2 separate regions of the Sus scrofa genome follow, and region 2 is linked to region 1. A link is a contact called in public Hi-C data. All regions are on one chromosome and are shown on one strand. Each heading gives the region's core, a stretch centred on a gene start, on an enhancer-like site or on the middle of the called end of the contact. The rest is flanking DNA. Distances are from core to core; before and after follow the strand shown. Region 1 overlaps LOC110259826 (a long non-coding RNA gene). Region 2 holds the start of PDGFA (platelet-derived growth factor subunit A).

Evidence for each region. Hi-C and Micro-C count contacts between places; a contact is called where the count stands out from the background.
Region 2: a Hi-C map of skeletal muscle shows a contact between it and region 1, with 2.0 times the contacts expected there. The contact joins the promoter of PDGFA here to the enhancer-like site in region 1. A contact is called at or near these places in 5 of 47 Hi-C or Micro-C datasets (embryonic fibroblasts, epiblast stem cells, retroperitoneal adipose tissue and 1 more) and 1 of 2 datasets of contacts at active chromatin or transcription factors (skeletal muscle).

What each region holds. Positions count from the first base shown.
Region 1 is chr3:280,378-283,077 of Sscrofa11.1, forward strand. The region is part of intron 1 of LOC110259826 (a long non-coding RNA gene); the gene reads right to left. Among named protein-coding and RNA genes, the nearest start is that of PDGFA, 41 kb to the right of the region's middle. Within about 2 kb of position 1,299, at least 28 of the 83 cell types and tissues checked have an H3K27ac peak or open chromatin away from gene starts, as enhancers often do. A contact at or near this core is called in retroperitoneal adipose tissue and skeletal muscle, where this site is marked.
Region 2 is chr3:321,694-324,463 of Sscrofa11.1, forward strand. PDGFA (platelet-derived growth factor subunit A) reads right to left here and starts at 1,274. Exons shown (of 6, transcript XM_021085925.1): 1 at 809-1,274. The coding sequence starts at 910.

The DNA.
Region 1 (2,700 bases), core at 49-2,548:
CGGCCACCCTCGTCCACCCTCGGACAGGGGTCCCGACTTCCCCTCGGCCCCAATTTCTGAGCCCCTGGTGACAGGTCTGGGGTCCCCAGCAGCCCCGAGTGGGGTTCTGAGGCAGGTGGGGGGAGCCTGGCTTCACTGCACCAGCAGACCCCCAGGTCTGCACTAACCCTGGGCCACATGGATGCCCAGTGATGCCCGAGGAGTCCCTGCCCCCGGCAGGTCGAGCTAGGAGCTTCCACACCTTCCTTTCACCCCAAGCCACGGCCGGCTTCTCCCCACAACTCCCAGGCGGGGGGGCCCAGGAGAAGCCGCCACCCTGGGCCTTGCCTCGGAGCTGCGCTGGAGGGGAGCCCGGGGCCTCGAGGCACCCTGCCAGCTGGGGCCGCGGGAGGAGCACATGGACGTCACCCCACCCAGGGCCCCTCACTGGAGGCTGTCAGAGACTTAGCTCTGGGGCCTCAGCACCCCCCCAAAAAGTGCGAATTCAGAGGTGGGGCTCCCCTGGCTGCCGTTAGCCCCGCCTTGAGCCCCTGGACCCGCCCCTGCTGCCCAGAGCCCATTCTGACCCTGGTCCACGCTGCCCGTGATTGAAGGCCTCTGGCTCTGTCTCCACGTGGCTAAAGCAGGAATCCTACCCGTTAACTCGGAGCGATGCTGGGCAAGTTCTCCCAAAAGCACTTTTCACTCCCTGAGCCCTCGGTCGCTTCCCCGCTAGGCTGGGCTGGGCCCTGGGACTCGGGGGGCCCACGTGACATCACTCCTCTCCGATCCTCCATTTCCCCGTCCCTAAGGGGAAGGGCCAAGACTCCTTCTGGCGTTGCTGGCCCGGCCTCTTGCCCCCGGGCCAGCAGGGTGGATGGACAGGTGGACGGACCCGGCTGGCTTCCTGGTGCAGGGGGTGGGTCCCGGGAAGTGGCCTGTTCCCCGGACTTCCCGCCCCCACACCCACAGGGCTGCTGGCGGGACACTCCTGGCCGCCCGCCAGCTCCCCGGCATGCCTGTGGGTGACTCCTGGAGCCCAGCCAGATGCTGTCACACGTCCCAGGGGCCCTCGGCATTCTCCGCCTTTGTTTCCGATGACTGGGGAGCGGGGGGTGGGGTGGAGGGCATGGAACAGCTCAGAATCCTGCAGCAGGATGTCAGGCCCCCGGGGGGGTGGGGGGAGCAGGGGAGGGAGAGCTGAGTGAGGGGGGCCGTGCTGAGGCCCCCCCACTCCCAGGAAGGTGAGGGGGGCTCCCATTGGAGCCGCACAAGGCGGCAGCAGAGGGACGATTTTCAGCAGGTCAGGTTCACGTGGGCAGAGCACAGACTGGGGTCAAGGATAGGGCGAAGGGACAGGCCGGGGCCGCCCATGCGGGCACAAGGGGCGTCCACGGTCCTCCACCTGCAGGAGGGGCCACAGGAGGTTTCCTCCCACGGGGAAATGAGGGCGGGAGAGGGCAGCTGAGGGGCCAGCAGGGCCCGACCCCTGCGGTGGGCCACCCCAACCACAGGCCTGGCCCCATCAGGCTCCCCGCACACGGCCACCGACAGGGCCCCTCTGGATTAAGAGCAGCAGCAACTGTGCCCTATTTATATCATCGGCCCCAATGTCCACAGGCCAAGGCCAGCAGGCCCATGCAGGGCTTCCACCACGATCAACTTACATTTAAAATAAATGTTTCCTTAGCTCTGAATCCGATCTCCGGTGGTGAATTTCGGGAGGCGGTGAGCACAGACCCAAACTGAGGGCAGCCTCTCCTCCCGGCACCACGGGTGGCGGTCTGGCCACAGCCGCCCCCAGACAGTGGCACCCGGGCCATCGAGAGGGGCCACCAGTGCTGCGTGGCTATGCCGATTCCTGTGGGTCTACGAGCCTCGGCTGCCGCACCGCCCCCGCGGCACCTAGAGCCCCTCGCCCTCGTTGGGGGGCCTTGTGGTGCCCTGCCTGCCTTGTGGACAGCTCTGGAGGCCCCTCAAGACAGGCTACCAGAAGGACCCACGTGGACACACAGGGCCTTGTGTTCGGCGGTCAATGGATAAACTAAAGTCGCACATCGCAGCTCTTTCTAAAGACACCGCCCTCCTTGCTCTGCGGCAGGGGCTCCGAATGGAAAGGGAAGGGTTTTCAGGACTTGGGGACACAGGTCAGCCCCCTCGCCCACGGCAGCCGCAACCAGGGCCCTTGTGCCTCTGGGACCCAGGCCTCTCCCTCCAGATGCCACCACGTCCCCTGGAGACGGGGGGAAAGGGGACGGGGGAGGGGCGGGCGGGGCCGCTGAGGGGTGCAGCCCCTGCCAGGGCCGCCTGGGACCTCGCACCTGCCCTTTGAGCAGAGACCTCCAAGCTGCGCCCGGACACCCCAGTCCCCAGCCTGCAATGTCAAAAGCCGTCTAAGAAGACCGCCTCCCCTGGTCAACCCCCCAACTCTGAGTGAGAAATTCTTCTTTGAAGCCACTTGGGAGCTCATGGGCCACCCTGGGAGGTGGGGGTCCTCAGATCCCAGCCGGAGCCGCGCAAAGAGCCTGAGCCGCGCAAAGAGCCTGAGCTCGACAGACGGGGCCCCCAGCGACCAGGAGCCCAAGCTGCCGACCGCAGAGGGGTGAGGCCAGCTCCATCCTGAGGACATCGGGGGATGGGGCTCAGTCAAAGGCGGGGGAGTGGCGGGGGGCACCCGCCTGTCACCCCTGCCTGCCCATATGCCCACTTGACCCAAACCGC
Region 2 (2,770 bases), core at 24-2,523, 41 kb after region 1:
CAGCGCCAGCGAGGAGGAGGAGGAGGAGGAGCAGGGAGTGCGCGCTTGCCGCGCCCGCCGCGCCGGGAGCCTCCTGGGCTGCCGGGTAGGGGGTGGGGACGGAAGGGGCGGAGGGCGGGGGTTGGGCCTCTTCCTTGGTGCGTTCCCGGTGCTGGCCGCCGCCGCGCTCGCTCCCCGGCGCTGGCTCTAGGAGCGACCAGGCCGGTAATTCTGCATATTTGCGGGCATCAGCCCCGAAAGGGACCCCGGAGCCAGGCTGGAGCTGCTGCCGCTGCACCACCCATCACCTGTCTGGACGCCCGGCCAGGCCCGGAGCGGGCTCGCGCTCTCCCTGCGGGCTGCGGGCGGCCCTGCGCGCCCACCGCCGGCCCCGCGCTCGCCTCCGGCCTCCTCCCGCCGCCGCCGCCGCCCGACCGGGCACGGCGCGGCCCAGCACGGCGCGGCCCGGCGGCCTGCGTGCGCCCCTCCGCGGCGCGCCCTCGGCTCCGGCGCCGCGCTCCGCCCTCCGCCGGCCCGAGCCGGGCAGCGCCCGCGGCCGCGCCGCCTGGCAGCCGCCGCCGGCCCGGGGCCTTGCCGCGCGGGCCTGAGGGCGGCCGCAGGGCCGGGCCGGCGCCGCCGCTGCTGGCAGGAGAGGAAGAGGAGGAAGGAGGCGCGGGCAGGCCCGGCTTGCCGGAGTTGTGCGGGCTCCGCAGGGCGCGCGTGTGGAGCCGGCCGGCGGCGGGGAGGGGGTTATAGCGCCGCCGCCGCCGCGCCCCTCCCCCGCCCCCTCCCCCTCGCCTCCCCCGTATTCCGGGCCCCGGACCCGCACCTCGGAAGCGCGCGGGGGCCGCACGGGCCGGGCAGGGCCCGGCCGCCGCCGCCGCCGCCGCAGTGAGCACACACACGCGCTCACGCAGGCAGTAAAATCCATCAAGGCCCCGCGCCCCGCTCCGAGCACAGCCGCGGGGGCTTCGCTTGCCGGCCGGGACTGCCCGCGCGCCCCTCCCTCGAGCTTGCCCACCCTCCAGTGCCAGCTGCAGTCCTGCAGCACCGGACGGGGAGGGGAGGAGGCCGCCGCAGAAGCGCCGCCGTCGCCGGCTCGCCTCTCTCGGGCCCCAGCGGCGGCAGAGGGCAGCGCCCAGAGCTGCTACGCCAAAAAGGGCAAAAGCGAGCCGGCCCCCGCCCCCCGCCCTGGCGCTCCGGCCTCTCTCCACGGTTCGGATCCTGGGCCCCTGCCTCCCCTTCTCCATAAAAGGAGGGGGAGGGAATCTTTGGTGAGAGGTGGGGCGGGTTTAGCCGCGCGTCTGGGGCACTCACCTGGCGGCTGCCACGCGCCCCCGCCCAGAATCCGATGCCTGGGGCATCTGAATGGGGAACCTCCACCCACATTCCGAGATGGGAGCGCGCCCGGGTCGGAGCAGGGGGCTGCAGCGGGCCTCGTCCCCACCCTGGGACCCCAAGTCCCCACTCCCTCGTGCAAGGCCGGGCCGCGGCCTGAGCCGGGAACCCGAGGGGAGGAAGGGAACGAAGAGAAAAGAGCCGCTCGTGAGGAACCCCGGAGTCTGAGCCTCCGCGCCAGGATCCGCTGGGCGCACAGAGCGCCACCTCCGGCCGCGGCGCCGCACAGAGCGCGATGCGGGGGCGCGATGCGCGGGAGGCCGAAGCCTGAACAGGGCTGGACGGCTCCCCCGCCACCATAAGGGCGGTGCGCCGGGCTGTGGATTCCGCCTGTCTAGGCCAGGTGGGATCGCACCCCGGCGGCGGCCTCTCGAGGGGGCGGACGAGCCCCGGTACCAGGGCTAGACGGGTGATGGGCTATGCGATCCCGAAGCTAGAGGGCGAGACCCTTTGGAGGCGAGGAGACTTCCGAATGAGTGGGTGGGCGGCCGAAAAAGAAGTCCCTCCCGCCCTGGCCCTCCACCCCCTGCCCCGATCCTGCGGATTAGGCCCTGCCCGCCGCGGCCGCCCTCCCGCCGAAGGCAGTAAAGACGCAACCCTGCGGGCGGTCTTTCATCCTGGTTTGGCGGGCACCGGCTTTTCAAAGGCTGAGTCCGGTGGGCGCTTGGGGTGGGGGGGGGGCGCTAGCCTGCCCCTAAATACGTGGGGGGAAGGGCGAGCCTTTCCACATGCCTCCACACCTGCAGACCCCCCAAACGCACCTGCCTCCCCACTGTAGCCCCACCTGCGACCCCTCTCTCTCAAACGCGCTCTCGGGGAGGCTGGATCAGGGAGGACCCAGGCACACCTGGGGAACACTTGGAAACGTCTAAAAGCACGTGAGGGACAGTGGTCGTCCATCCAGGTGGACCTTACAGACCCCTGGATGGTTTCTGGAAGGGCACTGCCAGGACTCAGACTGGACCCCCAGCGGAGCCCTCTGTGGCTTAACTCAGAGGCTTGAGCCTCAGATTCCTTTCGGGCAGAGGGGATGCGGGGACATTGCTTTGGGGTTAAAGGACTCGCTTTGACAGCGGGTGTGGGGATGAGGGAGGAAAGGTCACCTTTATTGCAGGGTGGGGGCGGGGCCTTCCCTCCTCTCTGTAGAGGCTCGCTGAGTCCTGGGGGGCTGCCACCCAGAGCAAACCTTCCCGAGTGATTCCCTCTGGGTCTCTTCTCCGCCTGGCACTTCAAGGGCTCCCAGTTCAAGTGCGGGGCGGAGGGAACGATCTGGGGACGGGGAAGGGGGGCGCCTGCTACGGGAACTCGGGCCGAAGCTTGGCGGGGAGCCGGGCAGCTTGGGTGCATCCTCGGTCCAGGGCTGAGATCTGTGGGGGGCGGCGCAGGCATCCCT